2 separate regions of the Rattus norvegicus genome follow, and region 1 is linked to region 2. Evidence: chromatin contacts called from public Hi-C data. All regions are on one chromosome and are shown on one strand. The core of a region is the stretch at or near the end of the contact, and the rest is flanking DNA. Distances in the headings are between cores, read along the strand shown. Region 1 overlaps Ninj2 (ninjurin 2). Region 2 overlaps Erc1 (ELKS/RAB6-interacting/CAST family member 1).

Region 1 (5,323 bases), core at 704-3,203, 400 kb after region 2:
GAAGGACACACTCTGCTGTGGTTTTGGGTGAGTTCCTCAGGCTCTTTGCATTCTGCTGCAATGGTAATGCTCTCATCTACTTTGCAGGGCTAAGTGAGGACTAAGCTGACTCATGTCCTGTATTTAACGCTGTGCCAGATGCCAGAAATGTCCTCCATAGCCATGAGCTACATGGTTCCAGCATGTCGGAACTACATAACCACACGATATATTGGGCCTACATGACTCCAGCATGTCGGAGCTACACGGCCACACAGTATATTGGGCCTCCATGGTTCCAGTGTAGGCATGTATGCAACAGAGTGGGGCAAGTCCATCACCTTCCCAAGCTGGACTCTGATAGGGCAGCTGAACATCCCAACCCCTACTTAAAACCCATTAGTAGAATAGTTTTCCTGAGGTTAACATTTAAACAACCACTCTAGGCTGGACCCACCCTTTCCTGGGGTGAGAAATCAGCCTCCGGAAGCCTGGGACTCACCACCAATTTTCCAGATGCTCTTGGAATTCCTAGGTAGACTACTTCTCTGAGGCCAACTGAAAGGTCATCATTTGACCTACTCTGTGTATAGCCTGGGTTTGAGCTGACACACAGAAGGACTGCCTGCATGGCTTTTCTCAAAATTGACAGGAGTGACTCATCCAAAGGTCACCAGTGCCTGGGGCTGCATGGGGCAAAGTGATTCACTGTCTCTAGCCTGGCCTGGCCCCACAGCTGCCTGGCCTTAATTCCTCTCAGCGGATATTCTCAAGCCTGAGATGCTCCACCCAGAGGAGGGCGACTCCTCATTCTTAGATGTCTCTGCTAAAAAGAACTCAGCTCCGAACTTGCACAGACATGGACAGGGTAGGGAGAGCTGGCCTGCTTACACACCAGCTTGACAGATCAGGCAAGGGACCAGGTCTCCACCTTCAGCTGGGCTCTGGGTCTTTTGGAGCCTCTTGATAGAACAATTTTATCCAACTTCCACGACACACACACACACACACACACACACACACACACACACTCACACCATGAGACAGCATCCCTGTAATCTCATTTCTAAGAAAAAGCAGAATGAGCTGGTGGACATCACGGTCCCTGATAACCAGAATGTCAATAGACAACGTGACAATGTGTTTACTTTTCTGTTGAAAGAGCCAGTCAGTCCCTTCCTGTTCACTTGAATTGTGTAAAGAAGTGAAATTACAGACAACAAAGATGGACTAAATTAAAGAGCTAACTTGAAGGGATGGAATCCCCAGTCTTGGGGTTGGGTGGGGCCTGGCAAGGGGGCTAAAGGAATTGTAAATTGGAATGGGGGAGGTGAGGCAAGAGGAGGGAATTGGGTCTTTGATTAGGTAGGGGTCGACCCCTACCTAAGCACCCCAATCATAAAACGTACATGCTTTAGTCCTGGAGGCACTCTGGGCCCCAGAATGGACTTCTGGCATTACCCCCTATTCCCTTGGCATCACCCCCCTCAGCTCACACCAACTACAGCTGCCTTCAGGTTCCTAGGCATCCCTGACTGGCAGGATTCCTGGACCCCAGCCTTGGACTCAGTGTCCCTCTGTTATTGAGTGAGTGTATAGAACGAAGGAGAGTAGGCCCTGAGTAAGACTCTGAGAGATGACCATTGTGAGATAGATCTCACAATCTTGGATTCTGCTTTTACTTCTAGGGAAGAAGACTCACTCTGCCTCCCCACAGCTCAACTCCTCCAGAGGCCTGAGTTTTCCTCCTGTTGTATAGATATAGAACTGAGCACCCACATTCTGGGTAGAACTGAGCCCCAAAGCCAGGAGCCCAAGCTCATGAACCTCCTCCCTAGAGGGATTTGAGCTGGCTAGGAGCTTCCAGCTACCTGGTACAAGCTTTGTAGACAGGCCCTGGATGCTGTCCCTTGGCCCATGGGAAAGGCCAAGGCAAGTAGGATTCTGACTCCCTGAAACAGGAATGACTCATGCTAAATGGCTCTGCTCCCTGATCCAGCCCACATTCCCGGGCCTTTGTTCTGACCCGCCAGGGCTCTGGCCTTAAAGGGCCAGATCTTCCAAGGCACCACCCTGCCGCCATCCCATGTCCCTCACTTAGCCAGATCCCTGATGGGTGGAGTTTCTAGTAGGCTTGTGGCTAGGGAGAAGGATGCTATAGGGCAGACTTTAGGGCAGTACGTGGTTCTCAATCTGAGAGTTGAGACCCCTCTATTGGAAAACATAGATATCTACATTATGATTCACAACAATAGCAAAAATGGCAGCCATAAGTAGCACTGAAAATTACTTTATGGTTGGGGATCATCACGATATGAACAACTTGTGTTAAAGGGTCAAGGCATTGGGAAGGTTGAGAAGCATGGGTTTAGGAGAACAGCTGATTCCATCCTCAGGCCCAGCAGGTCTTGGGGGTGGAGAGTTTGGGAGATAGAGATGGTAGGGGGTAGGGAATCTTTTTCTCACTTGCAAAGATCCAAAGAGGGGACCCTCTTCAAAGCAATTTCCTCCAGAGTCTCACAGCACCTCCCACTGAGACACCTTCCTCCCACGTTGCAGGTCTATAGCCTTCCCGGCCTGGAGATCCCTTCGTCATCCCTCTCTGACCCAGCTTCCTGTTTCTTTGCTTTGTTTTGGTATCATTCTGTGTGGCCAAGAATGGCCTTAAATTCAAAATTCTCCTGTCTCAGTCTCCCGTACGTTGATATTTCTGGCAATACCACCAGGTTCAGCTAGCACTGCTTTCTTTAGCTGTCCCTTAACAGTTGTGTCTGGCAGGTTCTAGGCCATCCACCTGTGTGCTCAGACTCAGGTCTTCAGGTTCCACAATTCTGTCCTGCCATGTGGTGGTGGGGCACTTCCTAGGGGCTGAAATATCACTGAGTATCCAAGCAGCTTCTTTGAACCTCATACGCCACCCTGTGGACGCAGGAAAACTGGCCTTCAGGAGAGAAGCTCAGCTAAGCGCAAAATGAAAGCAAGACCTGAGTTCAGAGAGGCCTACACCTTCTAAACCCACATCCTCTGTAAAACGGGCTCTTAAAGCAACAGCAAGAAAAGGTAGAGAGGCTGGAGGTGGAGCCCAGTGGCAGAATGCATGGTGTGCATGTGTGAAAGCCTGGTAACACACACACACACACACACACACACACACACACACACACACACACAGATACACACATAGGCAAACATGAGAGAGACTAAAATTGAGATTATAACACTTTTTTTTCTTTTCTTTTTTTCGGAGCTGGGGACCGAACCCAGGGCCTTGCGCTTGCTAGGCAAGCGCTCTACCACTGAGCTAAATCCCCAACCCCAACACTTTTTTTTAATATCTATTTGGAAGGATCTGTTTCCCAGCTTCTCACCCCTTCCAGTACTCGTTAATCTTCCTAGGCCCACCGACAGTCAATGTTAAACACCTGGCCAGAGGTTTGAATTAAGGCTCACTGCTCCCCTGAAAGTTTTTAGAGGTGGACCAGTCTCAGCTGCTTCTGGAAGGAGAAGCAAGGTCCTGAAGGATGGTGAGGGGCTTGAGAGGGGATGGAAAACAGCTCACAGAGGGTGGGCGGCCTGGTGTGTTGGGGGTGGGAGGGGCAGCCCATAGGAAAATGTTATCATTGGTGTTCTTAGAGTGACTCAGAGCAGTCCTTTGTCAAATGAGTCCTTGTGTCCCATGTAACTATTGGCCTTTGTGGGGTTAGCTGGGAGAGCCTTGGTTTTTAACTAATCTGACCTCACAGACACTTACTTGGAAGTCATTTCTAAAGTCTGTGGGTTAAGTGGTGTGACTTCCAAGGTCCAACAGGCACAGACACACACACACACACACACACACACACACACACACACACACACACTCACACACACACACACACTCTGTCACCACCTCCTTGGCCTCAGCACAAGCTGCAAGACAGGCCCTAGAAAAATCTAGTGAGGGGGAAAAGCTCAGAGAAAGACAGGAACACCTTCTAGGTCTATAGCTCTCTTTCCCATCATTCTCTAGGCTCTGAACCCTAGTCTGATTCATGAGGAGGCAGGATGTATAAGTCCAGAGTGGTCTCAAACTTACATAGCAGAGTGGGGACTTTGAACTTTTTCTTTTCTCTCTAGGACGTTGGGGTTTGTTTGTTTGCTTACTTTTAAGATTAGCAGAACATGGTGGCCCATGCCTTCAATCTCAGCACCCCAGAGGCAGAAGCAGGCTGATTTCTGTGAGTTTGAGGCCTATGTAGCTAGTTCCAAATTAGTGGAGGCTGTACACCCTGTCTAAATAAATAAATAAATAAATAACACACATATAACACACACATGTGTTTTATATATAATGTGACTGTGTGGTCTGTCTGTCTGCGTGTAAGTATATGTGTGCCATGTGCTTGGCTAGAGAGATGGCTCAGTGGTTAAGAGCACTTGACTGCTCTCCCAGAGGTCCTGAGTTCAATTCCCAACAACCACATGGTGGCTCCCAACCATCTGTAATGGGATCTGATGCCCTCTTCTGGTGCGTCTGAAGACAGCGACAGTGTACTCATATACATTAAGTAAATAAGTAAATCTTAAAAAAAAAAAAAAAAGTGTGCCATGTGCTAAAGGTTCCCAGGGAGTCTGGGGGAGAGTACTAGATCCCCTGGATCTGAAGTGAGAGGTGACTGTGAGCCAGCTGTGTAGGCTGTGTACCAAACCTGTGTCTTCTGCCAGAGCAGCAAGTGCTCTTAACAGCTGTAAGCATACCCCCACCTCTGGAGTTTGTTTTTCATGTTCATTTTTTAGTTCTGGGGGCTCAAATCGACTTTATCGTTCTGTAAACATCAATTTCACGGTGCTTTACAGTTTGACATCCTCTCGTTTGTCAAGGACTTAGCTTTGAAACAGCTCTGGGGACAGCCTCACAGCCTTGGAGTTTCCCCGGTCCTTCCCCAGTAGGCTTCTAGCGGTTTTAGTTATTGATACAATGTTGTCAGCCATAGCTACAAAGCTAATCTTGTCACTAGAAGATCACAGCACAGGAAGGGAGAGAGGAGCCTACTGTGGGGAAGAAACAAAGTCTTCCTCCTCATTCCCTGAAAACAGAAGCCAGCAATCCAAGGTGGTGGTTAGCTCAGGGGTTCTGAGAGGCCCTCCCTCACCTCAGGACTTCTAACAGCTTCAAGTAGGGTGCTATTTTAACCCCTAGGCCACGACTTCAAACAATGCCACTCTCTGTTCTCACATAGCTCAGGGAAGGGATAAATGTTCTATTTTCACTCAGGGCCACCCAAATGTTCAAGTAAAACATATTTGTATAGCTTTATTAAAATTGTGTGGATGAAGGGATGTGCATCCTTGTGGAAGTCAGGGT
Region 2 (5,022 bases), core at 1,484-3,983:
GAATACTTGTGTGCGAGCAAGAGGACTGAGTTCAAATCCCTAGCTGGCACATACAAGCTGGACATGGCAGCTCATGCTGTAACCCCAGCAGTGGGATGGCAAGGAAACAATATGAAGCAGATCCTGGGAGCTGGCAGACCAACATCAGATCAATGACAGTCCCTGTCTCGGGCCAATATGACACAAAGTAATAAAGGAAGATATCCAATAACCTCCTGAGGCCTCCACGTACATAAGTGAGCAAGAGCACATGCAATCGTATACACACACACACACACACACACACACACACACACACACACACACACTCTATCTATCTATATATATATATGTGTGTGTGTATATATATATAAATTCTTTTCCACATGTTTCATAAAAACATCTACATCATTCTTTAAGTAGATAAGAGAATTCATTAAAATAATTAAGAAAATTTTGTGATTTAGCATTGAAGGAAAACAAAAATTGTTTTAAAAGTTAGCATATCAAAAATAGACATATTCATGGGAGTTTTTCTTCCAATCACCAATAAGCAATAAAAGCCATAAACTTAAATAAGTAATCTAATAATGTGAAAACAATTCCAAGAAGCCTACCACTAGAAAAACCTTAAAATAGATAAGCACCTAAGTAACTAAAAGGAAGGGAAAGAGGAGAAGGGAAGGGTGAGGAAGAAGAGGGAAAGAAGATGAAGAGAAGGAGAGGTGAAAGGACATCAAGACACACAAAAGAAACAGAGTAATTCATTCCATAAAGTAGATTTCTATGGAACTGGGATCTAATTTTTCTCAAGGATTCAAAATTGAGGAGGCTGAATGAAAGCAACTGGGGCTAGAAGGACCACTGAACCTGTGCCCATCCATACAGGCGCATGGACTCCCCCACTCCCTGAAGTGCTGTGCATATGAAACCCAGAGCCTTGTACACGATAGGCAAACACTCCACAACTGAGACACACCCTAGCCCAACCCCTTTTGTTTTATAAGCACAGTTCTAACACCTTAAGGAAGCAAAAACTATTTTAAACATGCCATTTCTCCTTCTAAATACATGGCAGTTAACAAAACAACTTAGAGGCTCGTTTTCATAACTTTTTTCTCATTACAAACTAAAGGTCTTATAGATGTTAAAGTTTTAAAGAATACACAATGAATGTAATAAGACTGGCTCTCTAATTCCTTTGGGTCATCTTTGTCAAATACATTTAACTTTTTAACAATTAACTGTTATAGAAAAATATAGAGATACAAAATACACTAACCAAGACAGTCACAGTAGTATTTCATAAGAAAAATATTAATATCAACAATAGAAGGTGGCTAAAGGTATAGCACCATGACGTCTGTGTGTCTATGTGTGCACACAAGCGTTGGTGCCCACAGAAGCCTGAAGCATTGGCTCCCCTGGAGCTAGAGTTACAGAGGGCTATTAGCCACTAACCTGGGTACTGGGAACTCAACTCAGGTCCCTTGCAAAAGCAATACATTTTTAACTGATAAAACAATCTCACCAACTCCCTGCTATTCTTGTTTTGTTTTATTTTATTAATATAAAAGGATGTGCTGCGTGAGAAGGCAACTCAGAGGCAGAGCACCTGCTTAGCATACCTAATGCCCTGCTGGATCCCTGCATTACAGAATGTGTGCGTGTGTGTGTGTGTGTGTATGTGTGTGTGTGTGTGTGTACTGTGTGTGTACACTGTGTGTACACTGTGTGTGTGTACTGTGTGTGTACTGTGTGTGTACACTGTGTGTATACTGTGTGTGTACACTGTGTGTACTGTGTGTGTACACTGTGTGTGTACTATGTGTGTGTACTATGTGTGTACACTGTGTGTGTACTATGTGTGTACACTGTGTGTGTACTATGTGTGTGCACGTGTGTGTACACTGTGTACTGTGTGTGTGCACACTCATGATCTCATACACATATACACACATCTGCATCAGAGAATATTAGAGTTAGACATTTCTATATTCTATGTATATATTACTTTACAAGAAGGAGAAATGTTCTATTCGTTACTGTATTATCGACTCCGTAAATGGATTTCTTTTTTTTTTTTTTTCTTTTTTTCGGAGCTGGGGACCGAACCCAGGGCCTTGCGGTTGCTAGGCGAGCGCTCTACCACTGAGCTAAATCCCCAACCCTGACTCCGTAAATGGAAAAACACTGCTAAATACAAGGGCTGCTTCCTGACACAATTGTGCTTATAAAACAAAGAAAGCTAGATACAGTGTTCCTCTAACAAGCAGAGATCAATATCCTTCTCAGTGATCTTGAAGGACACACCCTTCTGAAGACTTCAAAATCAATTCCTCAGTAATCAAGCTGCTCTCTGGTCAAGACACATCCGTTACAACTAAGTGAACATTCCATAAGCCAAATGTGTTTCCTGTCACTAGTGCTGGCCAGTAAGCAAGGCAGACCCTGTCAGAAGCAAACTCTTGTATCGACACACCCTCGAACTGGACTTTGAGCTGTTTTCAGCTAAAACTTTGGAGAACAAGTTGAGAGCACTCTTGTCTACCACTTTAGTCTTATAAACACGTGCTGCGTGACCTTGCACTGAACATGCTCAGGGATGAACCCCTAACTGAACATATGTAGGAGCCAGCACCCATATGAATATTTACAATCTAGAATAAAATCATGTGCTTCCTTTGCTGCAGGACGGCACTTCTCTGAAAATAACTCCCCAGTCCCACTGGCCCGCTGCAGGTAATAAATCTTTCTCCACTCTGTTATGCGTTGACTGCTCATTTTGGCTTTGCCTTCCCAAGCTGTGAGCCTACTATGTTAAGTTCCACTAGAACACTAAGAAAGTTGCTGACCACTGAGACATATGCTAATATGGAGCATGTACAAGCCATTAAGTAATAGTGTTGGTTGCTCTTGCATGTAAAATCATCCTGCTTTAAAATTTGCTTTCCTGTTCTATCTCAAGGATATAATCAAATTCAAAGTCAGCACAGGGCAAAACTTAGCCAATAACCTGAAATCAATAAATAAAAGCTCCATTCGGCAATGTAAATGTTAAGCTCTACACATGGACAAAATAACTAGGACTCTAAAACCATCTTCCGTTCTAACCAAGCATCAGAGGGAGCTTCTGTCTATCACTGAGGAACTGTTTGACATTTACAGCAAGATTATAATAGGATCTTTGAAATCAAAATGTCAAACTGACATACCAGCTATGGCAATTACTCTAAGAACCAGTGACTAAGATGAAAATACAACAAAAGAGACAAACTCCAAAAGAAACAATTGTTTTTACTCTCAAATTTGTTTCTGTAATAACATTAGTTCATGCATAGCTATGGTAAAGAGAAAACTGTCACTAAAGCAGAATTCTGTGGACTCCTGAGCAATTTTTCCAGACAAAAGATCTACAGAAAGCAAAGGTAGAATAACCACCTCAGAAAGTGAAGAAGCCACTGCTTGGCTGCTCCGTTACAAACAACAACAGCGGCACAAAGCATGGCTTCATAGCTGTGATCGCCGCTCTAGGAAGGGAGAGGAAGGGAGATCTTTCCAAGTTCGGAGCTAGCCTAGACTACATATAGAGTTTCAGGAGCCAGGGCTATACAGAGAAACCCTACCTCAAAACAATACAAACAAAAGAGGAAACAGGTATCAAGAAAACTCTCCTCCTCACCTAAGAAAATAACACTGCATACTGCTTCCAGGACGACCACTCCTCTTCCTGTCTCAGGACACATTCCTCAGTGCTGTCTCAGTTCAGCAAAAGACGCTTCCACTCAATGTTTCCTAAGTGTTTTCAGTACCTGCAGGAGTAGCCACAATGACCTGGGACTGTCTAACCAATCTTCTACGGCAATGGTTTTTTATTACTGTCCGGTTATAAAATTATATATATTGAGAGTATCACCTCCCATATTCCTAGCTTTCCAAAAGTAAAATTTTATAGACACTGATAGCTACTATGTAATTGAAAAAACACCTATATTATAAATTACTGACTTTTAAGCTCACCTATTATAAAATGTGCTGCAAAAACAATTTAGGAGTTGAGTCACCTTTTTTCAGTAAAGCAGAGTAAAACTTAAAATAATGCAGTACACCTCCCATAAAGAGCAGCAGGCATTAGTTAATATCACAAAGCAAGCTTTGATTTTTATCTGGGTTATAATCAAAAGCACTTAGTTTATACCCCAATTAAAGTATACATCCCAAGAGCTTCTCTTCCAAGTTAAAAAAAAAAAAAAAAGCTCAACTTTTATTTTAAATAAGCTTTTGTTTGTTTTTATTGTTGTTGCTGCTGTCATTTCCAGAGTTTCTCTGTGTAGCCTTGGCTGCTGTGGACTCACTCTGTAGACTGATCTTGAACTCAGAGATCCGCCTGCCTCCAAAGTGCTGAGATTAAAAGCATGTGCCACCATCTGGCCACATTTTAATTATTTTATATAACTGTTTTTTAAAAGTGTGATTACAGAGCCTTTCAAGTAAACAATACCATCTAGAAGCTTCAGTTCCAGCCTCAATAGACAGAGACAGGAAGATCACTGTGAATTCTAAGCCAAGCAGAACTACATGGTAAGATTCTGTCTCAGAAACAAACAAAATATCCAAGTTCCAATACATTAAGGTTGGAGACAGGAAGGGATGGGTAGATGGGTGGGGGAACACCCTCATAGAAGAAGGGAAAGGAGGGAGGGATGGGATAGGGGGGCTCTGGACAGGAAACCAGGAAAAGGGATAACATTTGAAATGTAAATAGATAAAATAAAAATCCAATAAAAAAAGTTGCAATATTTGCTATTTGCGTTGTCCTAATTTTTCAGGGTCTCAAGTATTCCAGGTTGACCTCCAACTCACTACATCGCTGACATTGAACTTAAACTTAAGATCAGGGACTGAAGAAATGGACGGCTCGGCAGTTAAAGCGCATGCTGCTCTTGCAGAGGACATAGGTCTAGTTTCTAGAACCACATGGGGGCTCACAACCATCCCTTACTACAGTTCCAGGAGATCTGACACCCTTTGCTGACTTCCACA

What was found. Hi-C and Micro-C count contacts between places; a contact is called where the count stands out from the background.
Region 1: a Hi-C map of psoas muscle shows a contact between it and region 2, with 3 times the contacts expected there. The contact joins two enhancer-like sites. A contact is called at or near these places in 5 of 12 Hi-C or Micro-C datasets (the A7r5 cell line, the Rat2 cell line, Schwann cells and 2 more).

What each region holds. Positions count from the first base shown.
Region 1 is chr4:155,069,853-155,075,175 of GRCr8, forward strand. The region is part of intron 1 of Ninj2 (ninjurin 2); the gene reads left to right. Among named protein-coding and RNA genes, the nearest start is that of Trnaa-agc80, 69 kb to the right of the region's middle. Within about 2 kb of position 1,954, at least 40 of the 93 cell types and tissues checked have an H3K27ac peak or open chromatin away from gene starts, as enhancers often do.
Region 2 is chr4:154,670,443-154,675,464 of GRCr8, forward strand. The region is part of intron 2 of Erc1 (ELKS/RAB6-interacting/CAST family member 1); the gene reads right to left. Among named protein-coding and RNA genes, the nearest start is that of Erc1, 55 kb to the right of the region's middle. Within about 2 kb of position 2,734, at least 1 of the 93 cell types and tissues checked has an H3K27ac peak or open chromatin away from gene starts, as enhancers often do.